Linked DNA regions of Delphinus delphis: region 2 is linked to region 1. The links are chromatin contacts, called in public Hi-C maps. All regions are on one chromosome and are shown on one strand. Each heading gives the region's core, a stretch centred on a gene start, on an enhancer-like site or on the middle of the called end of the contact. The rest is flanking DNA. Distances are from core to core; before and after follow the strand shown. Region 1 holds the start of TIMM22 (translocase of inner mitochondrial membrane 22). Region 2 holds the start of GLOD4 (glyoxalase domain containing 4).

Region 1 (4,258 bases), core at 904-3,403:
CCTCAAAATTCAGTCTTTAACCCTCTTTCTCTCTCTACACTCTCACATGTAAACCAGTCACCCTCAAGTTCAGGTATCAACTTTGCAAATCACTCCCTTGACGACGGTGACATCCATAATACTCATTTGGTAAATACCATGTGCCAATCACTCTGACGCTTTATAGTCCCAGCCTCATTTATTCTTCACAATAGTCCTGTGAGATAGATATTATTAGCCTCTCCTTTCTGTAGGTGAAGAAACTGAGGCTCAGAGAGGTTAACTAATTTCCCTAAGGTCACAAAGCTACCGAACGGCAAACCCCACACTGCTGTCCACAGCTGACCTTCCTGAGCCTGCTGGACATGTCAACATGGGATGTCCTCTTGCCACCTCAAGGTCGGTATACGCTCAATGAAATCATGGGCACCTCCCCTCCAGACTTTCCTGCTTATGGCTCCTTCTTTCCAGTCACTCCTACTCCAAACTTCAGGGGCATTTCTGACTGTTTCTTTGCCTCCCCCTGTAACCCTATGTCCACAATTATCATCCTAGTCTAAGGCCTTTATCACTTCGCCCCTGGTGCACTACAAAGACTCATTCATCATTTCAACAGATATGTATTTATTAGGGTCAGGCACAATGATGAACAAAGACCCAGTCCATGTCTCACGGAGCTTCAGTCTAGCAAGTTCCCTATATGGTCTCCCTATCCACAGACTTTCCTTTCCTTCATCACACTCCACCTTGAGTCATCATGCTCATTACCACTTGTTACCCTCTAAAAAACCATCAACGGGGACTTCCCTGGTGGTCCAGTGGGTAAGACTCCACGCTCCCAATGCAGGGGGCTGGGTTCCATTTCTGGTCGGGGAACTAGATCCCACATGCATGCTGCAACTAAGAGTTCGCATGCCGCAACTAAAGATCCCGCGTGCCGCACCTAAGACCCAGCGCAGCCAAAATAAATACCTACATAAACATTAAAAAAATAATTTAAAAACCATCAATGACTGCCCTAATGCCTGCAGGCAAAAAGCCCAAATCCCTCACCCCACCCCCAACTTGAAATGCTGTTTCTCCTCCTCTTTGTCTAACCCCATTCTCTCAATCCTCCAAGACACGCTCTAGTCTCACCTCTTCTTGTGGCCTTCCCCCAACCAAAAAAGATCTTTTTTTCTTTCTGCTCTACTTCACATGTGCACTCTCACCTACATTCCTTTCTTTTTTTTTTTTTTTTTTACATTCCTTTCTTAATTGCCTTTCATTCTCAATGAGACTTCAAATCACCTGCAAATGTGGCCACCCTCTTTACTCTGCATACAGGAGGGACACATACATTCTCAAATCCTCAAAACGTTAAAAAAAAAAAAAAAAAAAGCCAAGTCCAGACTTCTTTCCCCCTCTTTCCCTGCTGTCTAGTCACACTGGCCTCACTGGCCTTTCTGTTTTTCTAACCTCAAGCCACTTCCGGCCAGACCTTTGCAGGTGCTGGGCCCTATGTCTGCAGAGCTCTCCTCCAGGCTCCTTCTCAACAATTTTCTATGTATATTAAAATGTTAGCTTCATGAGAACAAGGATCTTGTTCTCACCCTGTCTTTCCACCGCCTGACACGTGATAGCTGCAAAGTAATAAGCTGTTGAAAAATGATTATTTAAAAGCGAATGAATGAATGAAGTCAACCATCTTAGAACCCCCAGGTCCCGACCCAGGATCGATTGTCTGATCCAATTTCCAGAGGCGAAAGCCACCCTCGGGATCTAGGGAGGCGCTGCTCGAGCTCACTGAACCAGGCGGGGGTGGGTCAAGGTCGAAGCCCATGGACTCCTCGCCTCCCAGGCGCGTGGTCTGCTTGGCAGGGGACCCCTATGCCGCCCAAGCCCTAAGCCTCCCAAAGGCCCCCCTCCTCGCCTCACCTCCCAAGCAGGCCAGCGCCGCCTTGAAGGCGCAGCTTTCCATCGCCCTCTCGACCATCTTCTGCTCCTCACTCTTGGCCGGACTCGGGATCCCGCCCAGGCTCCCAGGCTCCAGGAGCCGGGGCTGACGCTTGTCACCCACCAGGTACTGCAGAAGAAGGCTGTACTGCAGCGGGGCTTCGGCGGAAGCCGCCGCCCCAGGCGCGGAGCCCGCGGCACTGCGGGCCGTCTCCCCCATGACTGCGGCTGCCCAAGAAACCTGGCTCTCTTCTTCCCACAGCAGATTCCACAAGCCTCCCGTGGGGCCTTGCGCTCCCAGCCATTGTGTCGCAACGGCAGATTCGCCACACCGAGCGAGCCCGACGAAGCAGCGGAAGCCAAGTCCGTTCGTGCACACCCGGCGGAAGAGCTATCACGTTCTCCCAAAACCTCCTGTGAATACTGAATCAGGCTTGTGCAGCAGTCCCAACGACACTGACAAAGATTCAGAGTCACCAGAAAACACCCTCTTCGGGGCTGCAGCGCGGTGAGTATCGGGATTTGTAGTTTAACACGTACACCCCAGACATTTCCCAGGAAGCTTTGCGCGGGCACTAGCGTCTCAGCCTTCTCTCGAGCTCCTGACGGGCGGGAGGGAAGGGAGGCTGCAGCGCGCCGGGACGCCAGCAGGAGGTACGCGCGCCCCGCCACTGCCCTTCCAGCCTACTAATTCCTAGCGTGTGTTGTGAGATGTCAATAGGGGAAGGTGCTTTGTAAATCAACGTGAAAGCGTGGTATAAATGTATGGAATAGATGTTTTATTCAATAATTAAACCGTTGAGGGGAGAGAGAAGGAGCCAAAAAATGAGTGAAGCTATTTAAAAAAAAAAAGAAAAAGGAATTCCCTGGCTGTCCAGTGGTTAGGACTCCACACTTTCACTGCTGAGGGCCCCGGTTCGATCCCTGGTTGAGAAACTAAGCCTCCGCAAGCCTCGCAGCGTGGCCAACAAACAAACAAACAAACAAAAATAGTGATGCTAACCAAGCTTAATATGAGACAATGATAGGAAGTGGAGGTGGCTTTGGCCTGACGGAGAGCAAGGGAAGCTGAGGCTGCTACTCACGCCAGCCACATGTTGTCAATGGAATTAATGATGTGGGACTAGCATTGCCATGAAAAGCCAAATTTATATTATGCTGAATCAATTAAAGTGCTTACTAGCTTGCAAACTGAGGACTTGAAGGTTAACTGTGAGAGCACCGTGTATGAACCCAGAAAATCTTTTGCAGTAGTTTCTGTGGTACTAAAATAGATCCCCAACTGTTGTATTGATCCAGACTAGCAGTGTATCTGGGTGTATCAGCTAAGAGAAACATAAATGGAAGCAGAAGGTAGTGAGGTAGCCAGTCAACAGAGGCAGAGATACCTCTTTGGTAGCCAGAGTTCTCTGTGCCGCAGAGCAGAGCCTGTGGTTCACTCTGCTTCTGCTCCCACCAGACCACTAAACCAGCTTGTCCTAAGGTCCCTGGTGACGCCTCAGTTGTTAAGTCTAATTCAGACCTCATTTCACTTTACTGCTCAGCTGCGTTTCACGCCATTGACTCCTCCTTCTGTGAAGAAACTTCAAAGCCCCTCTCCCCTCGTTGTGCTACAGCCTCTCCAGTTTCTCCGTCTTCGGCGCAGGCACCGCTGCCTGAACTTTTCCTCTTGGTCCTCTCAGGGCTTCATCCTTTATTTTCTCATGCAGCTCACTCTACCTGAGCAACTCATCCGCACTCGTAGCTTCTACTACCACCTCTAATGCAGGAATGACTCCCAAATCTTCATCTCCAGCTTCGACCCTTCTCATCAACACAAGAACCAGACATTTCCTGTAGGCACCTCTAACTCAACACACCCTGCCAACCACCCATTCCTTCCAGATGAGTGAGGGGCCCAGGGCTCTGATTCATGCTGAGGTCTTAAGAGCTGAAGCTGGATCTGAGAGAAGTTGGGACAGGGCCCTAGGCAAGTCCCAGGCAAGGTGGCCTTGGAAAGCAAGGAATGATCTAAACAATTAATCCCTGGGACTAGTTAGAGAGCAATAATTAATCCCTAAATGAAGGGTCTGCCTCAGATTTCAGGTACGAGCCAAGTCAGCATGTGGTGAGATCCACTGTAACCATGGTGAGTGAGGGAGGGAGCCTTTTATGGAACATAATGGCCCGAATCACAGATGGAGACACAGATACCCTGATCTGGTATCTCTCTTCCCCCACCCATCTCCTTCCATAGGTGGAATGCGTTTCACCTGATGGAAAACTTGAACCTCTTCAAGCATATTCCGAAAGAGAGAAGTGGTTTCTCATGTCTGTTTCCCTGGCCTGAATCTTTGCCAGCACC
Region 2 (4,258 bases), core at 1,245-3,744, 160 kb after region 1:
TCACTTACAAACAGCCACCTGATCCACCCAGTAGCAGGTGCTCTTACCTTTGGTGAGTAACACTTTGCTGCAGCCTACGCCAGCAGCAGATCGCAGAATTGTCCCCAGGTTCCCAGGGTCACGGAGATTGTCACAAATCAACAATATGGGCAGTGCGTGGAGAAGCTGAGTCTCTGGGTATGTCATCTTGACGTGGTCAGGTTTGGCAAAAATCCCTAAAGAAAAAAAAAGGTGGTTCATTTGTCTGGCATGGGGAGTAATTTGACTTTTCATTTATTTATCATTCTTTGTGTATTCTTAATTACATACTAGGTGAAAACATTCTGATCGAGAAATTCAGTGCCCTCCTCTCCCTCATAACTGCTTTCAACCTTGGAGTGTATCCTTTCAGAACTTGTTCCATGCATCTCCCTACATGTATGTCCATCTACCCATATATAAGTGCTTTTTCTTTTACCTAAAAAAAAAAAAAAAAAAAATCACACTCTATGAAATTATTCTGTAACCTAGTAATTCTTTTTTTCTTTTTGGGCCTCACTGCATGCCTTGTGGGATCTTAGTTCCCCGACCAGAGATCAAACCCGGGTCCTTATCAAGGACAACTATAGCTAATAAGAGCACAGTTACTTAGACTGAGTGGAGGACTTTAGTAGTCCAAGTTCCCACCCTATGGGAGAGTTCTGGGCACGGGGGCACAGATTCCTAGGATTTGCTGGGTTACAGAAACAAGAGACTGTCCCCAGAATTTCCGCTCCCAATTAATAGCTATACAGTGAGCCCACTACAGGGAATATGCATGCATAACTGGTGTGAGAGGCCCTGGCCTAAACATTAGAATCTTGAAGAAAACGCCTTCCCTGCCCCAACTATCCCTTACTATCTAAGAGAAATCTCTACACTCACACATTCGATTCTCATATCTTGAATGTCAAAAAAGTATAAAGAGTTTAGTCTTTCCATATTTAGAAAAAAGACTTTCTAAGTGCTAACAGTCTATTAGAATCTTGAGTTGGATTCAATCAAATGAAGACATGGTTTCCTGTTCAACAGGCTAAACCGGGCGACAAATTGCAGCTTACTGCTCAGACCTGCTTCTAGAATAAGGGGGTCAACAATATATAGGTATTACCACACTGGCAGAGGTTTTGTGGAAATAGAGGGTAAATCTTTTGGTAAACATTTTAATTTTTTTGTTTTTGGCCGTGCCTCGTGGCTTTCGGGATTTTAATTCCCTGACCAGGCATCGAACCTGGGCCCACAGCAGTGAAAGCACCGAGTCCTAACCATTGAACCACCAGGGAATTTCCAACATTTTCTTAATTTTTAATTGAACACTTAAGGTTGAAGAAGTGACCCCCAAAAAATAAGGTCTGAGGAAGACTGATTATTCCCTAGAGACTATAAAAAACCCACAATACAAATGACAAAAAAATGGCTTGAGTCTCCACTGAAGATACAAGATGCAAAGATTTGAGAAATGTATTTTTCTGGGTGTCTTAAGAAAAGGTTAGGCACAGTAATATTTTGAATTTGGTTTAAATAAAATTTGTTGCCCTGAGACAAATATGAACAAATAATCCCAAGTCTCTACTTCTAGAGACACACTGGATAACCACTAACCCATTATTCCTTGTGGTGTTACTAGGTCGGACCAATCCTTGATATCCTCAAATTTCACCTTAATGAGGCTAACACCTTTCAGCTTCTCAATGGGCAGCTCCTTTATGTAGTCCAGACGGCTAAAGAAGAAAACTCTGGGCACAGCACCAGCCTTGAGAGCATCTGCAATCAGCCTACGACCTTCCAACAGGATCTTCCCTTGCTTTTCCCGAAATTGCCTGGACTTAACAACTGTCATCACACTGCTGTGGGTGGAAACAAAAAGACGGGTAATTACCAACATCCTCGTTACGGAGACACATCTAGTTCTAACAGACATGAAGAGCTTCGCGGGGAAAGAAACGAACTGTTAGACACTTATCCTACCCTCCGTGCATAATAAAAACCAGCGAGTTGTGCTTCAAGAGGTCCTCCAACGGGAGGAAAAAGGTCAAGGTCTCGTTGTGAGGGGAAAGAGAAACGAGAAAACTCGACAAGCCTCAGGAACACATCACCTCAGCCTTTTGTCTCCGGGGAAAGCCTTATCATAGCGAAGCCCCGACTCTTCCCAGGTGCTGGGGGTCTGGGATGGGGGCACCTGACGCGACTGCTTCAGTCGCTGCTCGCGGGGACTGGCCTCTGCCGCCGCCTTCCGAGGCTGCTTCCCGGGACCGGGCTTCCGTTCCACGACCTGACCTGATGGAAACACCACTTTCACGGGGCTGCGCCGCAGCGCCCGGACCCAGCGCCGCGCATCGAGTTCCCAAGTCCGCACCACCGGCAACAACGATCGCGTGGCCCAACACGCGCGCTCCCCCAGCACCGCCATCTTCCCCTGCGCCGTGAGCTGCGTCACGAAGGCGCGCCGGCGGTGATCAGTGACGTCACTACCGCGCCGGCATCCTCTGTGGGCGGTGCGGCGCTGTACGAGTAACGGCTGGTCATGGCGTCTCGTCGATCTTTGCACTTCGTGTTCAAAGTGGGAAACCGCTTCCAGACGGCTTGTTTCTATCGTGATGTCCTGGGAATGAAGGTGGAGACGGGGCGGAGAGGGGTTGGCGCGCGAGGGGGTCGCGGGAGGCTGAGCCCCACATGGCCGAGGGAGGGGAGAAAAGGGTGTGATGTGGATTTCAGCGGGAACCCGGGTGTCCGACCTTAGCCCCTAGACTTCCCATTAGCTCTGTGGTTTTCAACTTCAGGAAGAGCCGTAAGTCGCGGCTTGGGTTAGATGGACTTTGAAAGGGGGTCACACTTACTAGTCGCCGATTGTGTTGCCCACACACGTTCTTTCATTTAAGTTTATTCACGAATGTTTATTCCTGCCCTTGCGAAGCTTCTAGTCTAGTGGGAAAGGCAGTAAATAAAAAGTTATATATAATACTCCTCCGGTGAACAATGACTCTCTTCTGGTTTGGAGCCTTTCGGTTTAGATATCAGCATTAGTCAGAGTTCTGCTTCTCTTGTTGCTGGTTTGAATGGTCTCTTGGATATTCAGTCTCTGGGTGAGTGCTCCAATTCTTCTCTCCATAGTCCAGATCTAAGTGTGAAGTGAGAAGCCATCCTCGTCTCCAACACCTGGAAGTCGCCTCTCTCCAGCTCTGAGCAGCTGTGATTCTGCAGAGATCACCTGGGTGGCAAGCGCTGGTGGAAGCTATTGGGGAGCTTCCTGATAAGCAGGGACTTTAGATGTTGTCAACTGAAACAAAAATGCATAACCTAAAATTTTCGAGTTAAGTTCTTTTTGGGAACCTTACTGAGGACTATAGCCTGGAAGACAGCCTCTCAGATAGCTCTGAGGAACTGCCCCGAAGAGGCAAGGGCGGAGCTAGAATATATATGAGTTTGTTTCTGGGGGGAAAAAAAAACAAAACCACGTAGTTGAACATCAAAAGATTACTGCTAATCACAAAAACAGACATCTCAAGTTAATGCTTCTTTCTTTTTTTTTAACTTGGGATTTTTAAAAATAAACTTATTTATTTTTGGCTGCATTGGGTCTTCGTTGCTAAGCACGGGCTTTCTCTAGTTGCGGCGAGTGGGGGCTACTCTTCACTGCGGTGCGCGGGCTTCTTATTGCGGTGGCTTGTCTTGTTGCGGAGCATGGGCTCTAGGCGCGTGGGCTTCAGTAGTTGTGGCTTGGGGGCTCTAGAGTGCAGGCTCAGTAGTTGTGGCTCATGGGCTAAGTTGCTCCACGGCACGTGGGATCTTCCCGGTCCAGGAAGTGGTCCCCTGCATTGGCAGGCGGATTCTTAAGGACTGCACCACCAGGGAAGTCCCAGAAGATGGGTTCTGGATTCATTGAAATTATTCCTTAGATATGCATCTTAAATATCTAGGGCCAGCATCCAAAGCATGGAATGCTTCTTGTTTTTCTCCATCCTGAATTCCCTTCAAGGTGCACTGTTGGTGGGCCACTGCAGTAGCTGATGCCCTGGTCCTTGTAGAAATGGAGTTGCAGGCGACATTCTTTGTTTACAGTGTGCAAGAGTGCGATTTAATGTAAAGACACCGCAGGAGACATGGAGTGCAAAGGGAGTTACCTGAATTCATCAGTCATTTAAAAAACATCACCCACTTCATGGTTCTGTGTTGGGCTTTGGTGACAAAGATGAAAATAACCCTGGTATCTGTCCTCAATTAAAGCTCCTGGCTTGGAATG

Evidence for each region. A called contact is a pair of places that touch in the nucleus more often than the background predicts.
Region 2: a contact with region 1 is called in a Hi-C map of lung, with 5 times the contacts expected there. The contact joins the promoter of GLOD4 here to the promoter of TIMM22 in region 1. A contact is called at or near these places in 3 of 3 Hi-C or Micro-C datasets (lung and muscle).

The regions. Positions count from the first base shown.
Region 1 is chr19:45,716,115-45,720,372 of mDelDel1.2, forward strand. TIMM22 (translocase of inner mitochondrial membrane 22) reads right to left here and starts at 2,154. Exons shown (of 4, transcript XM_059997402.1): 1 at 1,897-2,154. The coding sequence starts at 2,134.
Region 2 is chr19:45,878,583-45,882,840 of mDelDel1.2, forward strand. GLOD4 (glyoxalase domain containing 4) reads left to right here and starts at 2,495. Exons shown (of 9, transcript XM_059998094.2): 1 at 2,495-2,632. The coding sequence starts at 2,543. MRM3 (mitochondrial rRNA methyltransferase 3) reads right to left here and starts at 2,434. Exons shown (of 4, transcript XM_059998089.1): 1 at 2,115-2,434; 2 at 1,621-1,865; 3 at 48-215. The coding sequence starts at 2,428.